Regions from separate parts of the Zea mays genome. Here regions 1 and 2 are each linked to region 3. A link is a contact called in public Hi-C data. All regions are on one chromosome and are shown on one strand. Each heading gives the region's core, a stretch centred on a gene start, on an enhancer-like site or on the middle of the called end of the contact. The rest is flanking DNA. Distances are from core to core; before and after follow the strand shown.

Evidence for each region. A called contact is a pair of places that touch in the nucleus more often than the background predicts.
Region 1: a Hi-C map of endosperm shows a contact between it and region 3, with 5 times the contacts expected there. The contact joins the promoter of LOC100281619 here to the promoter of LOC100285922 in region 3. A contact is called at or near these places in 5 of 25 Hi-C or Micro-C datasets (bundle sheath, ear, endosperm and 2 more).
Region 2: a Hi-C map of leaf shows a contact between it and region 3, with 6 times the contacts expected there. The contact joins the promoter of LOC103637751 here to the promoter of LOC100285922 in region 3. A contact is called at or near these places in 7 of 25 Hi-C or Micro-C datasets (bundle sheath, ear, endosperm and 1 more).

What each region holds. Positions count from the first base shown.
Region 1 is chr1:108,499,631-108,504,019 of Zm-B73-REFERENCE-NAM-5.0, reverse strand. LOC100281619 (peptide transporter PTR2) reads left to right here and starts at 1,789. Exons shown (of 3, transcript NM_001154538.2): 1 at 1,789-2,116; 2 at 2,200-2,417; 3 at 2,545-4,242. The coding sequence starts at 1,972. The coding sequence ends at 3,972.
Region 2 is chr1:108,553,041-108,557,690 of Zm-B73-REFERENCE-NAM-5.0, reverse strand. It overlaps LOC103637751 (protein NRT1/ PTR FAMILY 8.3), which reads left to right and starts at 3,304. Exons shown (of 5, transcript XM_008660649.3): 1 at 3,304-3,809; 2 at 4,035-4,098; 3 at 4,228-4,445; 4 at 4,539-4,650. The coding sequence starts at 3,744.
Region 3 is chr1:108,822,430-108,826,408 of Zm-B73-REFERENCE-NAM-5.0, reverse strand. LOC100285922 (ankyrin protein kinase-like) reads right to left here and starts at 2,695. Exons shown (of 4, transcript NM_001158811.1): 1 at 2,666-2,695; 2 at 909-2,498; 3 at 733-810; 4 at 86-613. The coding sequence starts at 2,452. The coding sequence ends at 403.

The DNA of each region.
Region 1 (4,389 bases), core at 540-3,039, 320 kb after region 3:
CAAGTTGTGCGATGATTTGATTCCCGTTGGCCTGACTGCCTGAGCAGGTGCACGCAGACGCAGCTCTGTTGGTCAGCATTGGCTTGGTAGACGGACGCCAAGCCAGAGTAGACGTCTGGTTGTAAAGAGTGTTGGGTTACAGATAACCATAAAACAAATGGTGCTGTATTCACGAGTTGAATGAAGTCACATGATGCCTAGCTGGCTGACAGCCAGCCAGCCAGCCAGCCTGCCTGTCACCAGCATTTGCAGGCATTGATATACCCCACACACACACCGGGGATTTGTTTAAGCAACTGAAGGCTCGGTCAGATCTCTCTTTAGTCCTTTTCGAGAAGGGATGGAACGAGTAGGAGTAGGAGCAGGTGTAGTAGGCCAGGCAGCCGTTGTTTTCGCCCGGAAGTGTGACCCGGTGCTTGCGCTAAGCAACAGCAACTGGACCACGTGAGGGCTTGTTCGCTTTGGAGTGGATTGAGGGGGATTGGAGGGGATTTAATCCCCTCCTATACAAAATTTGTATAGGAGGGGATTAAATCCCCTCCAATCCCCCTCAATCCACTCCAAAGCGAACAAGCCCTGAGGCCGTTCGGCCTGGACAGCGGCTTGTTTATTTCGCGAGCTGACAGCCACGGTTTCATTAGATGATGACGGAACCGAGCGAGCCAGTTGTTTAGTGCTCAACTGAATGTGTTCTGTTCTGTGCTGTCTGCTGTCTGCTGTCTGTGCTCAACTGAGCCATGTTCTGTGTGCCTGCTGTCAGACGATCTCGTTTCATTTCCTTCCCGTACACACAACACACTTGCTTCAACCAAGTGCCGTTGGTTGCGCTGTAACCTAGCTGCTCTGCTTGCAAAGGAGGAGGAGATGGAGCGGACGACATCTTGCCCCTTGAGGCCTTGAGTCATTTGTAAGGGATGGATAGGATAGCCGACCGAGGAGCCGTCACGGTCGGTGACATCGACGTGTCTCCAAGATTTTGTATAGGACAGGTCGCGCCGCGTCCGTCCACCGCGTGTTCCAGACAGGCCCATGGGCGGCGGCAGCGGCAGCGGCAGGAGGAGCCGTGTGGGCGCGGGTGCGTCCGAGAGAGGGGAATCGGGCCGCTGCTTCCGGCGACGCAGGTACTGACTGCAGTGCCTAGCGACTACTCATGCTGGAGTATATCATTGTGGTAGATGGTACTAGCAGTGTTCTGTGCAGCGACGACAGCAGCTGTCAATAAAGGAAAGCTAGCTTCTGCTCTGGCAGTTTGATCGATGGCCACACATCCAGTCGAGAGTTAGTTGCTTTGCCTGGTTCATTGTAATCTGTTGCCGTATTATTATTGCTTGCATGCACGGCTGGTTGGATTGGATCCATCTGCGCTCCTAGCTGGACGGTGGTTGGCAGATGTGATGAGACGAGAACGAGACTACGACAGTGAGAAGAGAGATCCTAGCCAAATGCAAATGTTACAACTGCCGCCGCCGCCGGATAGGCTTCCAATTTCATCCGTTGCATACATACGAGTGCTCTCATCCCATCCTTGTTTTTTTTCCTACAATAATTAATTACTCCTTCCCGTCTTGCGCGTGCGTGCGCTCTCTCACTCAGTCACTCTGCTCCGGCGCTGACGAGATGAAATGACATGAGGAGGGAGCGGTCGAGACGGCGATTGACGACGCACCGCACGCCATCGGATCTGTCCTCTACTTCTGCCTCATGTTGACTCCTCGGCGCTCATCCGCCTATTATTTTAAAATGGAGATGAAGAATCGAGATCGTCCATGATCCGTATTCCTCCCTCCTCGTTGACTGCCGCGGCCAGCGATCTGGTCGTCACCTTCCTGGACCGACCCCAGGCCACGGTGCAGCAGCCTGCACTCTAGTCCGTGCGTGTCGCGTCGCGTCTGCGGGCGGCATTGCGTATCGTTTCTGTAGGAGCAGAGGAGCAGCTGCCTGAGGCAATTGTTCCCGTCCCCGCAGAGCGGCATGTCTCCGCCTCCCCCTGGCGGCTCCAATGGCCGCCGCCACCAGCAGCAGCGGCAGGAGGCGGTTTCGTCCATGGAATCCGGCGGCGGCGCGTCGGGGGCGGCGACCAAGCGCTTCACCTGGAAGGGCCCGGTAATCGTCCTAGGTAAGGAGTCTGATCCCGATCCGTGGCCTTCGATTCCCTCCGGTGTGGAGCTGTTGGTGATTCTTTTTTTTTTTTACATCCAGTCTTCGAGCTGCTGGAGAGCATCGCGTTCTCGGGCGTGGCTCTCAACCTGGTGGTGTACCTGGCCACGGTGCTGCACGGGAGCACCGCCTTCAACGCCGCCCACGTCGACACCTGGAACGGCACCACCTTCATCGTCCCTGTCATCGGCGCCTTCCTCGCCGACAGCTACTGGGGCAAGTACAGGACCATCCTCGCCTCCATCGTCTTCTACCTCGTGGTGAGTTTTTTCTTCCTCATCCAATCGAATCCCGTATTCTGCGATTCAGGAATGCCTGCCTGACAGTGACACTCACTCGCTGAGACACTGAATGTCTGAACTGAATCGATTGCTGCCGAATGGACAGGGCCTGGTGCTCCTCACCGTGTCCGCCGCGATCCCGTCGCTGCGGCCTGCCACGGCGTGCCAGATGGGGGAGTCGTGCGCGCCGGCGACCAAGACGCAGTTCTCCGTCTTCTTCGCCGCGCTCTACCTCACCTCCATCGGCACGGGAGGGGTCAAGTCCGCGCTGCTCCCCTTCGGCGCCGAGCAGTACGACGACGACGCGGGCCGGCCGGAGCGGAAGCAGGCCTTTTTCAGCTGGTTCTTCGCCGCCATCAACCTGGGCATCTTCGTCGCCGGCACGCTCGTGTCGTGGCTGGAGCAGAACGTGTCGTGGGCGCTCGGCTTCGGCATCGGCACGGCCTGCCTGTTCGTGGCCGCGCTCGCCTTCGCGGCGGGTACGCCCTGCTACAGGGTGCAGATGCCGACGGGCAGCCCACTCAAGGACATCATCAGGGTGTTCGTCGCCGCCTTCAGGAAGCGCGACGTCAGGATGGAACGGGACGAGGGCGCGGCGGTGCTGCTGCACGAAGACGAAGCCGAAGACGAAGACGAAGACGGCGATAGCGCTGGACAGCAGCAGCGACTGGCGCGCACCAAGGGTCTGCGGTGCCTTGACAAGGCCGCGGCGATCATCGTCATGGACGGAGACAAGGAGCGGGAGAGCGAATGGTCTCTGTGCACGGTGAGCGAGGTGGAGGGCGTCAAGATCCTGGTGCGGATGCTTCCCATCTGGATGACGTGCGTGCTGTACGCGGCGTCGCTGGGGCAGATGACCACCACCTTCATCCAGCAGGGGATGGCCATGGACACGCGGCTGGGCGGCCGGTTCAAGGTGCCCGTGGCATCGTTGGTGTCCGTGGAGGTGGTGTTCATGCTCCTGTGGGTGGCGCTGCACGACGCCGCCATCATCCCGGCGGCCCGGCGGCTGACGGGGCGCCCCGGTGGGCTGACGCAGCTGCAGCGCATGGGCGTGGGGCGGTTCCTGGTGGTGCTGGCCCTGGGGACGGCCGCGCTTGTCGAGAGGCGCCGGCTCCGCGCCATCCACGGCGGGAGCGGCCCGATGAGCATCGTGTGGCAGGTGCCGCAGTTCGTGCTGGTGGCGGGCTCCGACGTTTTCTGCGGCATCGCGCAGCTGGAGTTCTTCTACGGGGAGGCCCCCGCCGCGATGCGCAGCATCTGCTCGGCCTTCTCCTTCCTGGCGCTGTCGCTGGGGTTCTACGTCAACTCGCTGGTGGTGACGCTGGTGGCGGCCGTGACGAAGCGGCCCGGGTGGCTGGCGACGGACCTCGACACCGGCCACCTGGACTACTACTTCTGGCTCTGGACCATCATCAGCGTCGCCAACCTGCTGCTCTACATGGTGCTCGCCGCCCGGTACACGCCCAAGCAGGTCGCCGCTGCCGTGGTGGAGCCGATGCGTCCCAGCAACAGTGGCGGCAGCGACGAATGATTAATTTGGCACATCGATCGACTGCAACTTGATCCGCTTACTATACAGTAAAAAAACGAGATATGGTCGAGTAGGATACACTACACTGTACACCTAACACTAGTAGTAAAATGGATGCTCCCCAGTCAACATTTCTTTCAGATCGACCTGTTATTTTGTGTTTAGTTCAGCTCCTCATGTAAAGTGCTATTGTTGGTAAAAAAAAATAGAGCGTCAACCAAACGAATAAAAATTAGAAGATGTTAATTTTATGCTGTATAATTTTCGGTATTTCAGATTTTTGCTTTTGGTTTTATGTTTTCTATTTTTTTCAATTGTGTAGACATAGAAACTTATTTTATACTCCTCCGATTTTTTTTACTTGACGCTGTACAATTCAAAATTGAACTAAACGACCACAAATATAAACAAACAGAG
Region 2 (4,650 bases), core at 2,055-4,554, 270 kb after region 3:
AGGGACCGCCCGACCGTGTCAAGGACATTTAGGTCCTCAGTTACCTAGTTTATCCCCGGAATATTCTCTCGTTGAGGGGTTATAGTGAGTAATTATAGCACACTTTATTATAGACACGGCCCAACCCGTTCTTCCCACACGGCATCCGAGGGCAGGGCCCTACAACATGGGCCGAACTGCATATGAGCCCTCCCTCGCGCTGAGGGGAACAAAGCCTTGTGGTCTTCGTGGCCTCGGTCGCCCGATCCTTGAAGTCATCGAGGGGTCTTTGTCTCGGCTTACCAAAGTGAAGAGGGGCACTTGGGCCTTCGCACGGACGACGTCCGCGGCCTGGCCGGCGGGACCTGCTGGTGCGGCCTTCGGCCTGTGGAATGTTGAGGTAGAGGTCGGCGAACGAAGGGTGGCATGTTCGCCTTCGCCCCAACATAGTGCAAAAGAGTTACATTATCGATCACCATGGAAGTTGCCGACAGAAAGTAGGAAAAGTTATGGATCGATCGAGCAGTCGCTTCGCTTATGGGTGCCCTCTAAAAATCGATGGTGGCCCTTGGTTGGCGCAGACCAACCTAGAGATGGCTTGGTTTCGAAGGCTTACTCTCTCAATTCTCGTGTACGCGCGAATCTAAACAAGGAGAACTCTTCCCCGTCCGCGTGCTTTCCCAACAATGCCAACAAAATTCCTCCCGTGCGTACAATAACCCACAAACAATGGGCATGGGGACTGAGAGCACCTAAAGGGGGGCGAATAGGTTATCCTGTAAAAACAGCTCAACAAAACAAACTTTGACTAATATTGGATTAGTGAAAGCAAGAGCCAAGTTCGAATGAAGAGAATGATAGGAGTGAACTTCTTCACTTAATTGCTCTTCACTAAGTGAATATTAAACTTAGAGCAATTATGTAAGTGAAGTGAATAGAAAGAAAATCGTAATAAGATAAAGACAAGTGACACGATGATTTTTATCCTGTGGTTCGGTCAAGTATAGAATACTTGCCTACTCCACGTTGTGGCGTCTCATGGATGAGGGTTGCCCTCAACCCCTTTCAAGTGATCCAAAGATCAACTTGAAAACCACGGTTCTCTCTTTATCTTAATAATATCCCATTGTGAGGAATCTCCACAATTTGGAGTCTCTCACGCCTTACACAATTTGATCTCCAATGAAAACAAGTGTAAGGGGGAGTAGAAACACACACAACAAGAACTTAAGTTGCAGCAACAACACGCACACAAGTTAAGAAAAGAGCAAACGAAAGCAACACAGCGGAGTCACAGATCAAAGAAGCGCTCAAATCTCCATCTCAATGAAACAATAGCGTGATTGCGAAGTCTCAGTGTTGTAAGATGTTCAATGGGTTCTTGGTGTGGTGCTCCATGCACCTAGGGGGTCCCTTTTATAGCCCCAAGGGACCTAGAAGTCGTTGGAGCTCCATTTAGTAGGTTTTGGTTGCCTTTCTATCCGCGGGTGCACCAAACTGTCTGGTGCACACCGAATAGTGAACAGTGCGCGGACAGAGAATCGCGTGATTGGTTGGTTTCCTGTTCTGGGGGACACCGGACCATCCGGTGGAGGCACCAGACTGTCTGGTGCACCACTTGACCGTTGGCCCTCGGCCGACGTGGCAGCTAGCCGTTGGCGACTAGCACACTGGACTGTTCGGCGTTCCGCATAGACGGTCCGATGAATTATAGCCGACATAGGCTAGAATTCTCGAGAGCAGGCAGCTGGCCGAATCGTGCACCGAACTGTCCGATCGATGGCACCGGACTGTCCGGTGTGCTCTTCAGTTCAGCACACCTTTTCCTTTTTATTTCTTGTTCTCTTTTGCTCCTTTTGACTTGACTTCATAAAGTCACTGGCACTTAGACAAATATGATTAGCACATAAAACAATTAACTAAGTGTCCAGAGCTCACCTTTTTACTTGGTCCATATAGATTTGCACTATGTCCTCTTCCGAGCTCACTTTGCTTAATGTACCTATGCTCATTCCTTATGTTAGTCTAAACAATATGTGTTGAACATATAATCACCAAAACAATATATAAATGGCCCAAATACACATTTCCCTTTCAGGAATTCAAACCGTGGGCATTCGATAAAAAGGTGAGCGTCTTCTACCACCATAACTATATCTATTTGCATTATACAAAGGAGAGATATCATAAATATACATATACTAATAATTTAAAAATATAAATAATATAATAATATTTAAATAGCTATCTTATTTAAATAGGATCTACCTATATGATATATAGAAAATATAGCAATTTATGAGTAACTAATTAGTAAGTCCAAAGTATCATGGAATCGAAAATAATCAGACATCGGTGCCATTCCTGCTGAAGAGTGAAGACCATATGGTAGAGGCGTAGAGCGGAAGAGACGCTTATTATCGTGAGCACAAACTCATATCATCAATCAAGTACAACCCACATATCAAATGATATGTATCTTAAGAGTATGTAAGACAGTAAATGTAAAAAAAGACATATCTTAGTGAAAGAATGTCTGTAGCATAGTTTGTCTCTAGCACAGTTTGTATGTAAGGTGTGGTTTCACCTATAAAACCCACGTAAATGAGTTGCCTTGACGGTTGTACCGAATAAAATACAATACTTAGATACGTTAGGTTTAGATACGTTAGGTTGTATAAACAAGTTTCTTAAATATATCTGGTGCTTAAAAACCATAACATAATATCTATATTGTACATGCCCTCAAGAGTTGTTTAGAACAAAAATACCGAAGGATATTTAAGGGCTAAAAATCCCACTGTTATTCAATTTTGAATACCAAAGAGATTTTAGCCTCTTAAACCCTTCGGTATTTTTGCTTAGGGCTTGTTTAGAAGCAAGTGTAATGGAGGGGATCGAGGAGGCCAAAATTTCTTACTATTCAAGGCTATTTTGGGAGCTACAAAATAGAGATGATTGAATGAGCTAAAATCCTCTTCTTATTAAATTTTGAATAAGAATGTGATTTTAGCCTCTCAATGCTCTCCGATATTTTAACTCTCAAACTAATCGTCAAGGTATTTTGGTCACCTCAATCCCCTCTATTATCTTTAATTCTAAACGATGCCTTAGAGTTTGTTTGGGAACTTGAGTAATGGAAGGGATTGAAGAGGTTAGAATCTTTGATTACTGCATTGACTCCCAAACATGAACAGTGTATACCTGCATCCTTCCTCACCAAGACTCGGCGGCACGTGGTTACAGTACGTGTTTAATCCCTTTAGATTTCTTAATATAGACGCAAATAAATTATGTCCACCTCCTGTCAAAATCGCTTGCCGCGAATTGATGGCAAGGGGGGAAGACGACGACGGAACGAGAGATTGAGAGCCAGCCGGTCCCTTTTTTTGTCAGCGTTATTACGATCCGCGTTTGGTTGCGACCTCATTGTCTTACTGTTAGATATATAGTGACGGAATCGATGGTTGCCCAGCAGGCAAGATCGGAACCAAACTCGGTCGCATGCGCATCGCAGCCCTTCCACATGCGGGTGGGTGAGGTGGACGACTTACGATAGACGGGGTCGGGCATGGATTGATTGGTGGAGGCCGTGCCCCCGTGCTCATGCTCGGCGAGGACAGTTGTTATATTATATCCTCCTTCCCTTCTTGTGCCCTTGCTTGGACCATATACCTGAAGTAGCAGCTTCCCTTCTCCGTGGAAGAACAACAGAAGAAAAGGGGGTAGGTAATCTTCGGCGCCGGCGGCCGCCGGTCCCCGCGATGGACGCGGAGACCGGAGATACCCGGTCTCCCCTGCTGCCGCATCCCCCTCCCAGCCAGACGCAGGTAACCGAATCCCCAATCCCCTGCGCCCTCCTCCTCCTGCTTCGCATCTCTCGATTCGATCTATATCCAACCCTCGCTACAGTTCTCGTGTTCTGCTGCTGCTTTGCTTGGCCGAACGAAGAAAGAAAGCTCGAGACTTGTTGTTTTCTTTCACCAATACATGCTTTTTCTCCTCGTTTCAGTCCCACAGCAGTCAGCATGATGATTTTCTTTTTGTCCCTGCAGGTTTCCTCAGCGAATCAGCACTATAACAAACCCTTCAGCTGGAAGGCCCCAGCCATTATTTTGGGTATGTCACATCTCATCTTAACACAACCATATGTTTCAAGCAGTGTGCTTACATGCCTGTCAAGTCTTTGCATTGTTGTTTATCTACCAAGCTGTCTGTGTAACCACTCGTGCTGCTTTGCATCCCCAGCCTTCGAATTCTTGGAGAGCATTGCTTACTCTGGTATAGCACTCAACCTGGTCGTGTACCTTGGAACCGTCCTCCATGGAACCACCGCCTCCAATGCAGCGAACGTCGATGCGTGGAACGGCGCCACGTTTCTTACGCCGGTCCTTGGAGCCTTTCTTGCTGATACATACTGGGGGAAGTACAAGACCGCAGCTATCTCCATAATATTCTACGTTGTTGTAAGTGCAGGCACCATCTTCGTCTTCATACAGTACTGATCCTCTTCCACTATGTAGCCCCTTCTTATGTTCATAACCATTATCTGCAAATAGGGCCTGCTCATAATTACCACCTCTGCCGTCATACCGTCCCTACGGCCTGCCTCGTGTGAAGGCGGTTCATGCCCACCTGCAACAGGGTTTCAGTATTTTGTGCTCTTTGGTT
Region 3 (3,979 bases), core at 1,446-3,945:
CGCTTTAGGACATCACAGTCATAGTATATTGATCCACAAAACATGTGAAGTAAATACGTGGCCCGCTATTACATCGATAGCAGTAGCACCAACCAAGCTATACACATCTAGTGTGGAGTAAACTTACATTTGCTCACCATATGGTATATGAATTGACCCACTCCTTGCCTACAAACTGTCGGTACAGAAAAAGAATTAAACTGTGATTAATGAAAAATGGTAACTGTTGGATCCTATATGGAGTTTTACTCGGCTTATTTATTTTGATAATAACTGCCGAACACTCTTTGTATCAGAAGTACTCGCTCATCTTCCATGTGTATTGAAGCGCCTCTTGCCTTGTTGGCCGATCTGGATGCCTACTTTTTTATACTCGGAAGGAAGAAGGATGATCCTCTCTCGTCACTGCTTTCCTGCCCAAAGCTTTTTCTGGCAGACGAGGATCTTGTCCTTGTCGGCCTTGTTCTCGCTGCTGTGCTTCTCGCAGCTCCATCGCATCCCTTTGGCAATGGGTGCCACAGAATCGAGGAAGTAGGTGCTCTCCCGGATTATGGCGTAGCCCGTGGGACGAAGGATACGGTCCATCTCAAGGAGCACGTACTTCATCTCGCACCTGCAGTTGCAATTGCAATTGGTTGGTGATGATATTTATTTATTTTGGATTATTGAATTTGCAGAGCTGAGAAACTGAGATCCATTCGTTGCTGCTGCTTCTTCTTCTTCTTCTCTTACCTGTGAGACTCTGCTGTGAACAGGCCATCAAGATGCAACAGGTCATAGGTGCGTGGATATGTCGAGAACGCCTCACACCTGTAAATAAACATTATTATTAGTATACCATCCGTGGATGAGGCAATTAGCTACTGAACTTGATTGGAACCAATCGAAGATATAATTAAGTTACCAACCAGTCGTGGTTGACGCCGATGAGCCCTCTGTCGTAGACGACGCCGAGGGAGTTTGGGCCGTAGGAGGAGACGACGTTCATGACCCAGACGGGGTCCTTGATGAGGCTGCCTGCGAATCCTCCGTACACGGTGTTCATGTCCATGACGTTCCTGATCTTGTCGCTCCCCAGCGCCGGCAGCAGCGTCTTGTAGTGCTTGACCCTGAGCTTCCACCGGGCGTCGTCCTGCTTGAAGGCGGCGGCGCTGCTGCCCGGGACGACGCTGATGCGCTCCGGGGCGACGCTGAGCCTCTGGGGCCACTTGGGCGTGGCGTTGAGCCCCAGCTTCCTGTACTTGGGGCTGGGAGCCGTGACGCAGGAGCGCATGGGCACGTACCAGGCGGCGTCGGGGTCGACGCTGTCGTCGCACTTGGCGGGCGTGGTGACCGGGGTGAGCTTGTCGTAGCAGGCGTCGGCGGACTTCTGCCACACGGCGATGTCCCCCTTCATGCTGTAGAGCTTGAAGCACATGCTGGCCAGCATCTTCTTGAGCCTGTCCAGGTCGGCCTTCTGCGCCTGCGCGGTGGTGTTCCAGCCGTGCCAGCGGTTCTCGTAGTTGACGGGCGGGCCGGAGAGCACCCAGAAGCCGCCCGGGCGGAGGACGCGGTGGATCTCCAGGAGGTAGAGGCCGCCGAACTCGGTCCAGGGGATGAGGCAGCGCGAGCAGTGCGCCATGTCGAAGGCGGCGGACGGGAACGGCAGGCGCTGCGTGGAGATGATGCCGAGGATGGCCGGGATGCCGCGCTCCAGCGCGAACTGCACCTGGGCCTCGTGGTTGTCCCTGGGCGCCAGCGACACGGTGAGGATGCCCCGCCCCAGCAGGTCGCCGCCCCAGCTGGCGACGCCGCAGCCGGTGTCGAGCGCGGTGCGGACGGTGCCGTCGCGCATGCCCGGGACCAGGCCCTGCATCAGGTCCACGTACGCGCCGACGCCGTTGGGGAACATGGTGCCGCCGCCGGGGAACCGGAAGCGGTCGCCCTCCTTGACGAGCCAGTGCTGGTTGGACTTCTGGCTGTTGATCCAGTCGTAGGGGACGTTCCGGTACCAGCACTGGTCCTTGCTCTTGGGCCACCGGATGGGCGGCTTGTACCCCTTGGGCGGCGGCACCAGGCACTGCTGCCGGTCGGGCGGCGGCGGGCAGTGCCGCTCCATGAAGCTGAGGCGGTAGTTGCCGTACCTCCGCCAGCGCTTGGGGTCGGTGCAGGGGGTGTAGTCCTGGTAGTCGGCGGGGCACTCGGGGAACGCCACGGCGGCCGTGGACGCCAGTGCCGGCCGAGCCTGGCCGTCGTCGGAGGGACGGCGGGTCGTCGTGGCGGCGCCGAGGGCGAGGAGAGCCGTCGGCGCCGGCTGGATGGAGTCCAGCAGGCTCCGTCCCGTGCTGTAGATGCCGCCCAGGTAGAAGGAGAAGGCGCAGAGCACGACGACGACGAGCGCCACCGGCACCGCCCTGGACCCTGCGCCGGCGCCGCCCGCCCTCTCGGGCTTATCTTCCTTGCTGTACTTCATGGCGCCGCCCACGCCACGCTATTCTCCCCGTCGTCGAGCGCTGCAGCTGTAACGCGAGGAGAAATTAAACTTTTATTACCGGGGTGCGGGGTGCGGGGTGGCAGAGAAGAAGAAAAAAAGGCGCAGGGGACGAACATCCGAGAACCGAGATGCATGCAAATATGAAAGAGAATGGGAGATGACGAGGTGAGCTGGTCGCGTTGACGCGTTTACCTCGGATGGGAATGGGATGGCACTGGCAGTGGAGTGGACAGTGGAGTGTGCTGGTACTAGTACTAGTAGCGGGAGGAGTGGAGGACCGGGCAGGCACCGACGGCAGCGGCCAGCGGGAATCGATCGCTGCGCTGGCTGGAACCGCAAGGGGTAGCACAGTGGGTGGATGTCGGCCGGCACCGCCGTACCACAGATCTTGTCGTTCTTTCACTTCACCAGACGAGGCTGTATGTGTTGCACTACGAACGAGACGGAGGAGACGAATGGCGCGGTTGCTCTGGAAGGAGAAGGCTAGCGGAAACGAAGGGATAGTAAAACCGAAGGAAGTAGTGACCCGGGCAATCAGTAGCGACCGAGAGATTATAAAGCCAGGCCAGGAAACAGGGAAGGGCAGGGAAGAAATGGTGGCGAGCCAAACGGACGGCGGCAGGCAGTGGTCATCGGCCGAACGGCACACGCTAATACTAGTAGTAGTACTATTTTACATGATTGCATGCCTGGTTGGTTCGGCGCGCGGGCACTCCCACAAACCGCTAGTGCCCTTGTCCCCGCGATAGGCGAGTGGAAGTCGCAGAGTGCGACTTTGGCTGGCCGACGACGCGTCCGTCCAGATCGATCTCGCATTTTCACACTGCACTAGTGGTTGTTTCCGGGAGGGGACCCCGGACCTTGCTGCGGTATGGGTCTCCATCGGTCCATGCTACGGTGAAAATAGAAAACTGGCGCACCCCTTTGTCATTGGTGGAGTTTTCTCGTACTCGTACCCACCCGGCCGCAACCTTCTCGTCCGCCACGGCTGCACTTTATTAGTAAAGCCGGGTTTTTTTTTGGAAGTTTGAGCAGTTAAACCATTTATTAGTAGTGATGAATAAGCTCTGTATAAAGCTTGTACAATATAGTCTCATAAAAACCGTATGTAGTGGTGTGGCGAAGCCAGAGAAAGCTACTGCTTTTTAGCTGAGTTCTACCTTAATTCTTTTGTGAGCGTATGATTTAGGCCCTGTTTGTTTACCCTCTAGATTATATAATCCAGCTTAAATAAGTTAAGAGGTAAACAAACAACACAGATTATTAGGTGGATTATGTAATCTAGATACCTAGATTATAATAATCCATAAGCACGTCAATAGATGCTTGTATAATCCATAATCTAGATTATATAATCCTAGAGGGAAACAAACAGGGCCTTAAAGAACTTTTCTTTTGGCACAAGCCTCAACTTCTTTCCCGCACGCAGGCACGCACAGTACAGCAAAAGCAGCCAAAAAGGCACGTCAACGATGCCCTCGCCCTACTCTCCTACTACTAGTCGAC